Linked DNA regions of Mus musculus: region 1 is linked to region 2. Evidence: chromatin contacts called from public Hi-C data. All regions are on one chromosome and are shown on one strand. Each heading gives the region's core, a stretch centred on a gene start, on an enhancer-like site or on the middle of the called end of the contact. The rest is flanking DNA. Distances are from core to core; before and after follow the strand shown. Region 1 has its middle 59 kb from the start of Gm23216. Region 2 has its middle 40 kb from the start of Col5a2.

Region 1 (6,631 bases), core at 2,129-4,628, 85 kb after region 2:
CTGTTCCATTAGATGACTCTTCATTTTTCCCATCTGGTTTTCTGGTTTTCTGGTTTTAGAAGAGAGGTAATAGTTTAAATCACTTCTTGGTTTTATTGTTTCATGTAGATGAGACACTGTGCAGAAATCATTTCACACAGGATCTCAAGGAAAATGATAGCAATATTTTTGTCCTTTCATTTTTAAATGTTATTATGCAAGGGAGTTTGTAAAGACAAGTCTATGCATGCACATTATTCATTTTCAAAATGTTCACTCCTTCTATTCCTCTTCCTCACCCCCTTTTCTTTCCTATTTCTGCATCCCTAATTATATATCTTCTTCATTTTCTGTTTCTTATTTTCCTAGATTCTACACAGTCTTTGTAGGACTGATGGTATATAATGGTCTCCAGTTAATTTCTGTGAACTCTGTCTTCATTTTTATTCATTGTTGTTATTAACCAAATACTTCTGGTTCTACTCCTTTTTGTTACAGGTATGTGGTAAGGTTCACATTCTGGCTTTATTTATTTATTTATTTATTTAGAAGGGAATGTAGGAAATGTGACTCATTCTGTCTACAGGATTATGAGACAAAGTGATACATGTTAATTCTAGGATGGTCCTCTCTATTGCCTTGAAAGAGTCAAGTTTAAGGAGATGGCTAGACACTCTGTCAGTGTCTGTCCTTGAGTAGAATCAGTGAGCAAGACTCTGATGTGAATAGTGATCATGGTGTAAGTCTTTAATATAAGGCCAGAAATGGCTCACTAGCTAAGAGTATTTATCCTGAAAACATGAGGCTAGAGTTCAAATCCCCAGAGCCCATGAAAAACAAAAACAAAAACAAAACAAAAACTAAAACAAAAAACAAAACAAAACAAAAAAACAGTTATGTCTGTGCATATCTATAACCCCAGCAGCTTTGGGAAGGTGGAAACAAGTGGATCCCAAGAGCTCACTGTAGCTGCAGTGGTGTGCTTCACTTTCAATGAGAAATCCTTTCTCAAGGCACTCAATGCAAGGAATAAGAGAAGGTACCCAACATTGTGCTCTAGCATCTATATTTACTCATAGATGCATACCTGCACACTCAAATCTATGTATCACACACACATATAACACAACACCACACAAACACACACACACACACATAACGAGGCAAACCCAGCTGGAGAGATGGATCACTAATTAAGAGCATGGTCTTAATCACTCTTCTTGCAGAGAACCCAAGTTCAGTTCCCAGCACCCATGTCAGGAGGCTCCCAACTGACTGTGCTCCAGCTCTAGGAAGATTTGATGCTTCTGGCCTCTGCAAACATCTGCATTCATGTGCAGACTCACAGACGCCCACAAGCATACACAGAAAGGCACACACATATGTACAATTAAAATAAAAATAGACCTGAAATATTTTTATTCAAAAAGAAACTATTTTAATTCCTATGCCACTAAGGTGTGAAAAGTATAATCTATTCAAGAGTATCTGACATCCTTGGTTTTCATATTAAGAGCAAAGCTCTGATACCATATAATTAAAATGAATATGACATGTTGAGACAATTCTATTAATAGAATATCAAAATTTTAAAAATCCTCTTAAGAATGCTCAGGGCCCCCAATGGAGGAGCTAGAGAAAGTACTCAAGGAGCTAAAGGGGTCTGCAACCCTATAGGTGGAACAACAATATGACCTAACCATTACCTCCAGAGCTCATGTCTCTAGCTGCATTTGTAGCAGAAGATGGCCTAGTCGGCCATCATTGGGAAGAGAGACCCCTTGGTCTTGCAAACTTTATATGTCCCAGTACAGGGGAATGCCAGGGCCAAGAAGTGGGAGTGGGTGGGTAGGGGAGCGGAAGGAGGGGGGAGGGTATATGGGGACTTTTGGGATAGCATTTGAAATGTAAATGAAGAAAATACCTAATAAAAAATTGGAAAAAAATGCTCAATACATAGTGAGAAACTACCTGCTTCAGTCAAAAATATCATTATTCTAGTACTACAAAACATATTTTTATATAACAATATTTTCCATGCTACTAGTTTTCTCTACCCAAATATCTTATTAAATATAATTTGACATGTAGAGTTTTTTTCAAAGCATAGTAAGTTATCACTTGTAGGACCAGTAAAGACCTTTAATTCTCTTTGTTTAATTCCCCAGCCTTTTGTTTCTAAGGCAACAAACAATAGTCAGCTCTTAAAAGCCTAAAGAGCAAGGTAAGTTATGCTAGGATAACACAAACTTCCTATGGTCTTATTTAAGAAGGAATGTATTTTTCTGTCAATTGTTGTTCATCATTGTAAGCATCTGTCTGCTTAGATAGGCTGCACGATGCGCAAATGTCCTATTCCCCAAAGCCTGGGGGGAGGGGGGAAGTTAGCTCTACTTTACCTAACAAAGTCCTTAAAAACTCTTTCCAGCTTGTAATTTCAGAGTCTGTCCCTCAATAGAAAGCTAAGACAAACGGAACCATCTATAGGGCTTCCCTCTACTCCCATACTCTTTCATTTGATGCTCAAAACAAAAAATATCATGTGATAGACAAGTCAGAAAACACTATAATTTTTTTAGAGAGAAAACTTGAACTTGAGCTGAAATAACTGATTTTCAGGAGGTCACATACCGCAACAACTGCCACAGCGGAACTGCCAAGATCCTGAGTCATTTATTCCATGTCTCCCCACAAAGCACTCTGCTGCTGATCAAGAACGTGTCTGAGACATAGCTTCTGGGTTACGGGTAAAGTGGAATGCTAAAGTGAAGGGAGCAGAGATTTTAGATGTGTGTCAACAAGGAGATGACTTTTATCAGTTGTTTCTTTTTTTTTAATAATTTCTCAGTCCTCTATAGCATTTACACATATTTCTCATGTGAACGTGAGAATCTCCATGAAGTAAACGAGTGATCAGCTCATTAGTGTATGCTCCACCTCCTTTCGTTGTCTCAGGGAACACACTTGAAGCCTCCTCAATCGTAATGTCCCATTTGTCTTGTATTTCTGACACTACCCTATCTGATAGGGCAGTACTTGTTTTGAATGAAGTACCTAGATACTTTGGGTGTCTAAAGGTGCTTCCACAGAAACAAATGGTAACAAATAAAGGAATGGATACAAAAGAAAACAGTAGACTGCATGGGCTTGCCTTCACAGTAAGCAAATTGTAGCTGAGTAACTTGTATTCTAACTGCCCAATTTTCTGAAGGTATTTCTGCCAGATACTAGATCACCAGGGCTTCATTTTAAAAGCCCAAACAACACATTCAAATTTGAAACTATAGATCTCATTTATTTCCAGTTCTTCAGCTGGCAAATATGTAAAGCACTCAAGTAGTAAAGATGAAGAAATAACTTAGAGTGGATGGAAAATGTTAGGAAAGCACAGGCTAGACAATTCTATGAGTCACTTCTGAGATAGCTAATGGAATAGAGATTCCAGTCCACTCATTAAAGTGTGGGTTGAAACGTTGCTTTATTTTTCAAGAATTTCCATGGGAGGCACTTGGAGAGAAAAACAGGAGGTAGTCATACTAAACTGCAGCCAGGAAAGGACCTTTGAGAGCAGTGAGATACTGGCACAAACAAGATACTCCACAGCACAGATAGAGTTCCAGGATTCAGCGATTTTAGAAGGCTTTATGGCACTCATTCAACAGTAAAATGCAGTCTGCAAAAACTTACTTTAAGTGAATAAATGTTTCTTATAAGTAACTTTGTATTTTCTTCCAAGTTCAAAAATAAAACACAGAGATTGTTTAAAATTTAAAATATTAGAAATGTTTTATTTCTTGCAAAGAAAAAAATTATTCTAAAACACAAAATAGTTTTAGACTTACAATTTTCTTTGTAAGAATTATTAGCTATTATGTCTAAAAATGAACACAGACAAGATAAACTTTTAAAAGAATGTTTACCTATCAGATATTAAGTTAGGATAATACCAAGATACCTATATTTGTTTCGTGGGAAAACATGTCTTATACTCTCTAAGCAATCTTCTCCAGTTAGACAAGTGTGAACTTCATTTGACAAGGACACATGGTACAAAGAAGACCATACAAATCCTGGTACTTTCATACACTGAAGTTGCAAACCCTCTAGAAAGACAAGAAAAGAAAAACATCTGATGCTGGAGATTATGGGATAGATATATACACACATACAAGCAATCCACATTGAAGTTCAGTCATACATGTATAGAACCTGCAGAAATGCAGAAAGCATTCTGTTAGACCTTCATAGTTGTCAAATTGGCATCTTTTACTCATCTCACTGCAAACTGTTTGAAATTGTGGGGATTGTTGGGTCACTTTATTTCAAAAAATATTTTCCTTCAGCTTTGTAAATTAACAACAAATTCACTAACTTCAGTTTTGCTATTTGGATTTTAAACTTACTCACCTAAGAATTTCTCAAATACTTTGAGGACTGTGAACATAGGGATATATTTCACCCTTTATGAATCCAAACTATTTAATAATTTCCAACTTTGGGTATCACATGCCCCAAGAGAACTCTGGGAACTTCAACAAAATCCAAGAACATCTTTGTGGAGAGAAAGATCAGAAAGGAAAGGTTGCCCCCTGCTGTTTATGAAGTGACAAGTGCCCAGCGGGACTTGACCTGGATACATGAGTCATGAACATACAGAAAGAGGCTGAGTGCTTCCCTTCCGTGCTTTCAGTGCAGCATGTGGTAACATACTGATGACCAGAAGTACATGACCAAATTATTCCAGATAATTCCAGCTTTTGTCTTTCTCTGCACATAACAAAGAGTGAACTTGACTGTCTTCCATTTGATCTTGAAAACATCTGAAGGTAAAGAGTGATGTGTGCTCATAAATAAAATTGTGAAATAATTAAAGAGTACTGTGTAGTCTATTTGTTTACCAGTGATGACTGCCTAGAGAAAGAGCAAAAGGGACCATCTGAAGAAGTTCCTCAGTACTTCTGCGTTTTGCCCAAAAGAGAAATCAGTGATAAAATGACATTCAACTTTGTGAGAAGACCAGAACTTAGAGCTTTTAAATGACCTAATATTGGTTTCATATAACTCTGAAAAGTTCATATAACTCAAAAAATATTTTACAAGAATTGGTAAGCAACTTCTATGCACTCCTATTGATTCAGAGTACAGATATGATTAAGACTCTGGATTTAGATGAGCCACTTCAAATCCCACCAGCATGAGTAGCTGTATGGTCTCAGACTATTTGCTCAGTTTTATGCCTGCTCTTCCTTATCCACAAAATTTGAATATCATTTGCAGCTACCCCATTAGACTGAATAGAATTCAATGTAGAGATAATGACATGAGATTTAAATATAAATATTACACATTTTATTTCTTTAGAACTCACTGCAATGACCTTTGCAGAACAAAATTTTCATAGTAAAATAATTAAAATACTCAGTAACAGTCAAGAGATAAATATCTGGGGCTGGAGAATTGGCTTTCAGAGTAAGAGCACTTGCCGCTCAACCAGTGGACAGGGGATCTATTTCCAGCTCCTCATGGCAGTTCAGAACCATCTGTAACTCCAGTTCCATTGTATCTCACGACCTCTCCTTGCCTTGATGAGAACTACACACATGTGGTGCAAAGACATACATCCAGGCAAAGCACACATACATAGAAATTAAAAATGAGATACTCTTCTCATAGTAGAAAAAAAGATCTAAACATCTCTGTGTAGGAGGCAACATTTTCTATTCATTTGCACCTGAATGGCTACTTTATTCAGAAAAAAATTCTTAGTGAGATATAGTTGTATAAATAACATCTCATGTAGACTCATATCCGACATTTAAAGTGCAATCCTCTTAGTCATTAGTTAGATGTTCCTGAAGAGTGTTTAAGACTACAGTGGCTAAGATTAATTTTTCTTTTTTGTACTGTCAAGAATAGATCCTCAGGGGTCACTTGGCCTTGAGAGGAACAACAGACTTCTCTAGCCCTCGTTTTACTAGTTGTCCATCAAAGTGAGAATTGGTCAAAAGCCTTGAATAGCCTCACTGTATCTTCTCTTAAAAGTGTAGAACTCTCTCCTCTGCATTGGCTTCTCACTGTTAGAGAACATTTTAAGAGATGAGCCAGTCTCCGGGGACCTTATTGACCTTAAAGGACAAGAGGAAAAATATTCTCTTTCAATCTCTCTCACCACATTAGAATAGTCTCCATGTATGCTTATTAAATACCTAGAAGATAAGTCATACCAATCTGGATCTTTTAACTAATATTAGTCCCATTCTTTTGCATAATATTTCAATAACAAGACATTTCTTTTTTTAAATATTTTTTATTATTACGTATTTTCCTCAATTACATTTAGAATGCTATGCCAAAAGTCCCCCATACCCTCCCCCCCACTTCCCTATCCACCCATTCCCATTTTTTTTTTTGGCCCTGGCATTCCCCTGTACTGGGGCATATAAAGTTTGCATGTCCAATGGGCCTCTCTTTCCAGAGATGGCCAACTAGGCCATCTTTTGATACATATGCAGCTAGAGTCAAGAGCTCTGGGGTACTGGTTAGTTCATAATGTTGTTGCACCTACAGGGTTGCAGATCTCTTTAGCTCCTTGGATACTTTCTCTAGCTCCTCCTTTGGGGGCCCTGTGCTCCATCCAATAGCTGACTGTGAG
Region 2 (6,121 bases), core at 386-2,885:
GATGTGTAGACAGAGACGTATATTGTGGGACACACTGTGACATACTACAGCTTCCATGATAACATGTTTTCTATGCGCACGTGTGTGCATGTGTGTGTGTGTGTGTGTGTGTGTGTGTGTGTGTATTTTATTTTCTGGGGAATGTTGCAAGAACTGATACAAGTAGACAGGGAGATGATGAGTAGGACTGGGGAGCATGATGTAAAATTCACAAAGAACTGATAAAAAGTTTTAAATATATATATATATATATATATATATATATATACATATAAATATACATACACACACACACATATATATGAAAGCAAAATATACAGCAGAAACAATACACTGCATGAAACAAATGGTTCTGGGTGCAGTCTTCAACACCACACATACACACATACAAGGAAAATCTGGGTATGTGTGCAGCAGTGGGGTCTTTTAATCTAGAACTAACAATAGTGTGGCCAACAATTCACCAAAAAGAAATCAACAAGAAAGAGAACCCAAAATCACCTTAAAAACTCAGTTTTGATGCCTGGTGACTGGTGAAGCTTTTCGTGCCAGTAGAAAATAATAATAATAATGAGGCTTGGATGCCTTATACAAATCCCTAATTCAGCTTCGTCTATTTTGAATTCAAATTTAGAAAACATCTAAGGCATGATGTCAGCTGAAAGCTGGATTTGAGTCGAATACTTACATGAAGTACAGGCTTACATGAAGCTAAAGATTTCAGAGCCCTGAGATGAAGCCATGAAAGCAGAAAGCAATGCCTGCACTTAGAGCAAGGCTGAAGTGAACAGATTTTTCAAATATAAATCTGTGTCATTCTTTTTCTGTTCATAAAGAATAACAGCCCAGAAAAAAAAAAAAAAACATGTGTACTCACCAGTGGAATGAGAAAGAAGGGGTGGAGAGAAACGCGAGTGGTGTGACACACAAGGAAAGCATGAAACTATTTCAGAGGTTTACATTCCTCTTCCTTTCCTCCCTTTCTTGTGGGGAGGGGTTGAAACAGAGGGAGCAGAAAGGGGGAGATGTACAGAACTTAGAACAGATGATTTAGTTTCTAACTGAAAGTTCAAGTCTGCTAGATTGATTATTCTCCTTAGAACTATTTGGCCACCATAAGAGAAATGACATCAGCAAACTTATCCCTGACTGAGCAGAATTTCCATGTGTTTCGTCTGTTTTCACTTGATTAAAATATTTTACATTTGTTGCGAAAAAAAAAAAAAAAAAACAGACAGAGGAAGCCATTGAAAGGAGAAAACCAACCAACCAACCAACCAAACAAACAACAAAAAACAAAGACAAAAAAAAAATCCAAATATGGTGAGCTGATTCGCCAGAACTGCAGCAATGTGGGTACTAACAACTGCAGTTCAAAGTAAATGGCTACTCAAGGAATATTGCACGAAATCACATGGACATCAGTGCTTCTACTTTTAAGGACAAGAGGACATGAGGAAGAGAAGACGAATCTCTATTTTCAAAAGATGAATTTGAGGTCTTGTTCAGTGAAGTGAAATGAGCAGTATTGTAAAATCATCTGTTCTTCATAATGTATTTTCTCAGATTAAACTTCTGTTGATGGTTTAAATGTGTCTAAATACTTGTTTCTCTGTAGCAAGCCAGTCAGAAAATGCAGAGTAAAGGGGTTGGGTGGAGCTTGCTCCTTTAGAGGAGTCTATGCCAAGCCGTCTGCAAACACTCCATTTCTTGGCAAATGTCCACAAGCAGATTTGTCCATGATCTGTTTGAAACCATGGCTGTTAATGGTGACCTTTACATCCCTTAGCAATGGGAAGTTTATAATTAGGCAACTTAATTTGGAAAAAGAGTCCCTATTTGGTGACTTCAGACAGTTACTTTTCTAAAGTATGTGAATCAATGTGAGACTCAAAAGTTTATGAGTAGTGAGGCTCTTCTTGGCTGTTGTAAGTGTGTGCTTAACAGGCTGAAAATACATACACAGATTTCAAATAGGAAAAACACAATCTAGTTCTTATTTCTAACTAAGAAAGCATGTTGTATCCAAGATTTCATTGCTTATTGTTTCATAGATATTAATTAAAGATTATCAAGAAATCCTACCAAATTCTTCAGCAACAATAAACAGAGGACACCGAAAAGATAAATTCATTTACTGAAATTCTTTAAATGTAGGTTTTTAATATGTGTGTGTGTGTGTGTGTGTGTGTGTGTGTGTGTGTGTGTGGTGGGGTGGGGTGTGGGGGGAGTGTTGTGTACGTATGGGGGGGGATGTTTCTGGGTATGTGCATACCTGTTTGTGAGTGTTCTCAGAGGCTAGAAGAGAACATCAAATCCTCTGGAACTGGAGTTACAGATGTTTGTAAGCTACCAAATATGGTGCTGAGAACTAAACTCAAGTCCTCTATAAGAATAGTATGTGCTCTTAACCTCTGAGGTATCTCTCCATTCCCCTCATTCACTAAAAATTTTAAATACTTCAAATTATTTTCAATTGAGGATGATACATTGTTAAAAATCAATTCTCTTTGTTGTTATTTTATTATTTTCATACATGAATATGTTATGGGTTTTTATTTGCTATCTGAAATAAAGAAAATTTATTGTAACCTTGGAAATATCATAAATCAAACATGCATTAATATTCAAACTATTGACCCTATTGAACTTTGGCTTCCATAAACAGGCTGCGAATGTTGTATTCATATGTTGTGTTTTAATCAGCTCCATCTCCACTACTTCCTCTGTAACCCTTCCTTTATCTACCCACCTATACTTTTTGATGATAACTTTATGGCCTCTTTTTAAACTTATTAGAGTCCACTCAGTGCTCAGAGCTCAGAGTCTAAACTTATTAGAGCCCACTCAGTGCTCAGAGTCTTTCATGAATGTAGTATAATCCATTGGGACATGGGTAGCCTATCAGAGCAAAGAAAACCCTCTCTCTCCACAGCTGTCAATTACCATAGCCCCTCAGCTATGGATGAGCCTTCCTGGGGCCCTCCCCAATCCATGTCATAGTTTTGGCACGCTTCATCTTGTGTGAATCTTGGGCACACATCATAGTTGATGTCAGTTTATGTGTGCAGTGTCCCCGTCTCATCCTGCAACTATTGTGTGCGTGGCCATCTTCCAATGTCCCTGCCTCCTTGAATCTTTCTCCAGTCACTTTTATATTAATATTGCTATAATTATTATTATTATATGTGTAGACAAAAAGATTATAATTCATATATTTAAACAAATAATGGTTCTTATATATCACTAAAAACAAAAACAATATATATATATATATATATGTATATATATATATATATATGTAAAGCTTACTCAACACTCAGCTCATTTTCTCCTTTTTTATATAATCCAGAACCAAAATCCATGAAAAGGTACTGCCCACATTCTGAGTGGATCTTCCCATCTCAATTAACCCAATTAAGAAAATTCCTCACTAGTATACATTCAACAGAGCAACCTAATTTAAACAATTCCTCATTAAGAATGTCTTTCCAAGTGATTCTAGGTTGTGTAAAGTCAACAGTTAAAACTAACCATCACCAGCTGCCTAGGTGCAGGCCAAACCAGTCAGATGTACAGGTGAGTGAGACTCTTCCAACTCCCCACTTCCTAGACTCAATTCCACAAGACCCATTCTACCACCTCGCCGACCCACACCTCACCCATGGCCCCATAGCTGCGCACCTGCTCCCAATGCCAACAAACTCCAACTGCTCAGGTACAGGCCATACCACTCAGAAGAGCAGAGAGATCCTGCTGCCCCAAAGGCTAAGCACTTTGCCAGAAATGAAGCCTACAATCTGGTAAGACACTCCCTAATGGTTCAGATATCAAGCAGGCTACCAGAAACCCAGATCACAATGCCAAGAAGACCAAAGAGGAAACAGAAACCACGGAATAAAACACCCATCTAACAATGACAAACTCAGAAATCAGTACCGAGACCTATAACCATCCCTAACACAAATGCCTAAATGCCAGTGTGAAATGCAATCAACAGCAGCCAGGGCAGTATGGCATCGCCAGAGCCCAGATACCCCAGGGCAGCAAGACCTGAGTATGCCAATGCAGCTGCATCACAAGAAAACAATTTTAAAGCCAACATTATAAATATCAGGGAGGTCCTTATAGAGGGACAATTGGAAAATCCCTTTAAGAAATCAAAAAAAGAAATTGGAAAAAATAAATAGACACCTAAAGAATGCTTTTTTAAAAAGTAGCCAAGGAAGGGGAGGAAATGGGTGAAGAAAACTGTGCAAGACCTGAAAATTGAGATAAAAGCAATAAAGAAAACACAAACTGAGAGAATTCTGGAAATAGAAACTCAAGATAAATAACAAGAACTACAAATGCAATTATCACCAACAGAATAAAAAATACAAAAGATGAAAGAAAGTATATCAGGGATTGAAGATAAATAGATTCATAGTTAAAAAATATATATATTAAATCCAAAAAGTTCCTGACATAAAACATCAAGGAAATCTGGTACACTATTGAAAAAAACAAAACAAAACAAAACAAAACAAAACAAAACAAAACAAAAATAAACTAAAAAATGATAAGAATAGAAGGTTCTCAGCCCAAAGGCCCAGAAAATATTTTCAGCAAACTTAGAAAAGTGTCCTAACCTAACAGAACAGGTGCCTGTAAAGAGACAAGGAACATTCAGAACACCAAATAGATGCAAAAAGAGAAGAAACCCCCTCTGTCACATAATAATGAAAACACTAAATGTGTGGAACAAAGAAAGAATATTAAAAGAAGCCAGGAAAAATCCCCAAGTAAGATGTAAAATCAGACCTATTAGAATTATACCAGATTTCTCAACAGAGACAGAAAGGTCTGGATAGATGTCTAGTAAAATTTAAAAGAACACAGATGTCAGGCCAGACGACTATGTGCAACAAACTTTCAATTATCATAGATGGAGAAAACAAGATATGTCATGGCAAAACCGAATTTGAACAATATTTATCTACAAACACAGCCATACAGAATATACTAGAAGAAAAACTCAATCCCAAGGAAGTTAACTACACCCAAGAAAAAAAACAGGAAATAAATAATTCCACACCAGCAAAACAAACCAATATCAAAATAAAATAATTAATCATCATTGGTGATTAATATTTCTCAAAATCAATAAACTTTATTCCCCAATTTAAAATAATAATAATTTTTTTAAAACCCACAGCCTAACAGAATGGATGCAAGAACAGAATCTATCCTTTCACTACATATAAGAAATACACATCAATACCAAAGGTAGGCATCTCAAGGTGAAGGGCCAGAAAAAGGTTTTTCCAAGCAAATGGACTGAAGAAGCAAGCTGGTGTAGCCATTCTAACATCTATAAAAATGGACTCTCAGGCAAAATTAATCAAAAGAGATGAGGAAAGCCATTTCATACTCATCAAAGAAAATATTCACTAAGATAGCATCTGAATTCTGAACATCTATCCCTCAAATATGAGAGCATCCACAAAAGAAACTATGCTTAAATCACACATTGAACCCCACACATTAATATCAGGAGATTTTAATGCCCTACCCTCACCAATGGACAGGTCATCTAGACAGAAACAAAACAAAGAAATAGTTGAGCTAACAAACAGCATGATTCAAGTGAACATCTAACAGATATCTACAGAACACTTCACCCAAACACACAAAAATACATCTTCTTCTCGGCACCTCATTGAACCTTCTCCAAACTAGACCATTTACTCAGTCACAAAGCAAAATATGAGAAAGTTGAAGTAACTCTTTGTGTCTTATTGGACTGCTATGGATTAAAGCTGTACATCAATAAGAAGAGATGCTGACACTAGGTCTAGTTCCCTAATTGGTTCTTGATTTTGTCAATGAAGAAGGCTGCTGGAAGGTACAGGTGGGACTTCTGAGTCCCAGGAAGAAAATGCAGACCGTAGGGAAGGAGAGAGGGCTTTTTGTGTAGTGCTTTGGAATGAGAAGCACAAAACAACCACGTAAGATGGTCTGCAGCTGATGGTGGGTTGCCAGAGATGTCTGGGAGGGACTAATTGAGACAAGCCAATAAGCTTAGAGTGGAAGGAGAGACAGAGATAATAAATTGTTAAGGGCAGGCATTTCCAGGCAG

What was found. Hi-C and Micro-C count contacts between places; a contact is called where the count stands out from the background.
Region 1: a Hi-C map of uterus shows a contact between it and region 2, with 2.3 times the contacts expected there. The contact joins two enhancer-like sites. A contact is called at or near these places in 1 of 15 datasets of contacts at CTCF or cohesin (the NIH/3T3 cell line), 2 of 484 Hi-C or Micro-C datasets (nephron progenitors and uterus) and 2 of 115 datasets of contacts at active chromatin or transcription factors (embryonic fibroblasts and fibro-adipogenic progenitors).

The regions. Positions count from the first base shown.
Region 1 is chr1:45,623,478-45,630,108 of GRCm38.p6, forward strand. No RefSeq gene overlaps it. Among named protein-coding and RNA genes, the nearest start is that of Gm23216, 59 kb to the right of the region's middle. Within about 2 kb of position 3,379, at least 57 of the 459 cell types and tissues checked have an H3K27ac peak or open chromatin away from gene starts, as enhancers often do. A contact at or near this core is called in the NIH/3T3 cell line, embryonic fibroblasts and uterus, where this site is marked.
Region 2 is chr1:45,540,401-45,546,521 of GRCm38.p6, forward strand. No RefSeq gene overlaps it. Among named protein-coding and RNA genes, the nearest start is that of Col5a2, 40 kb to the left of the region's middle. Within about 2 kb of position 1,636, at least 45 of the 459 cell types and tissues checked have an H3K27ac peak or open chromatin away from gene starts, as enhancers often do. A contact at or near this core is called in the NIH/3T3 cell line, embryonic fibroblasts and uterus, where this site is marked.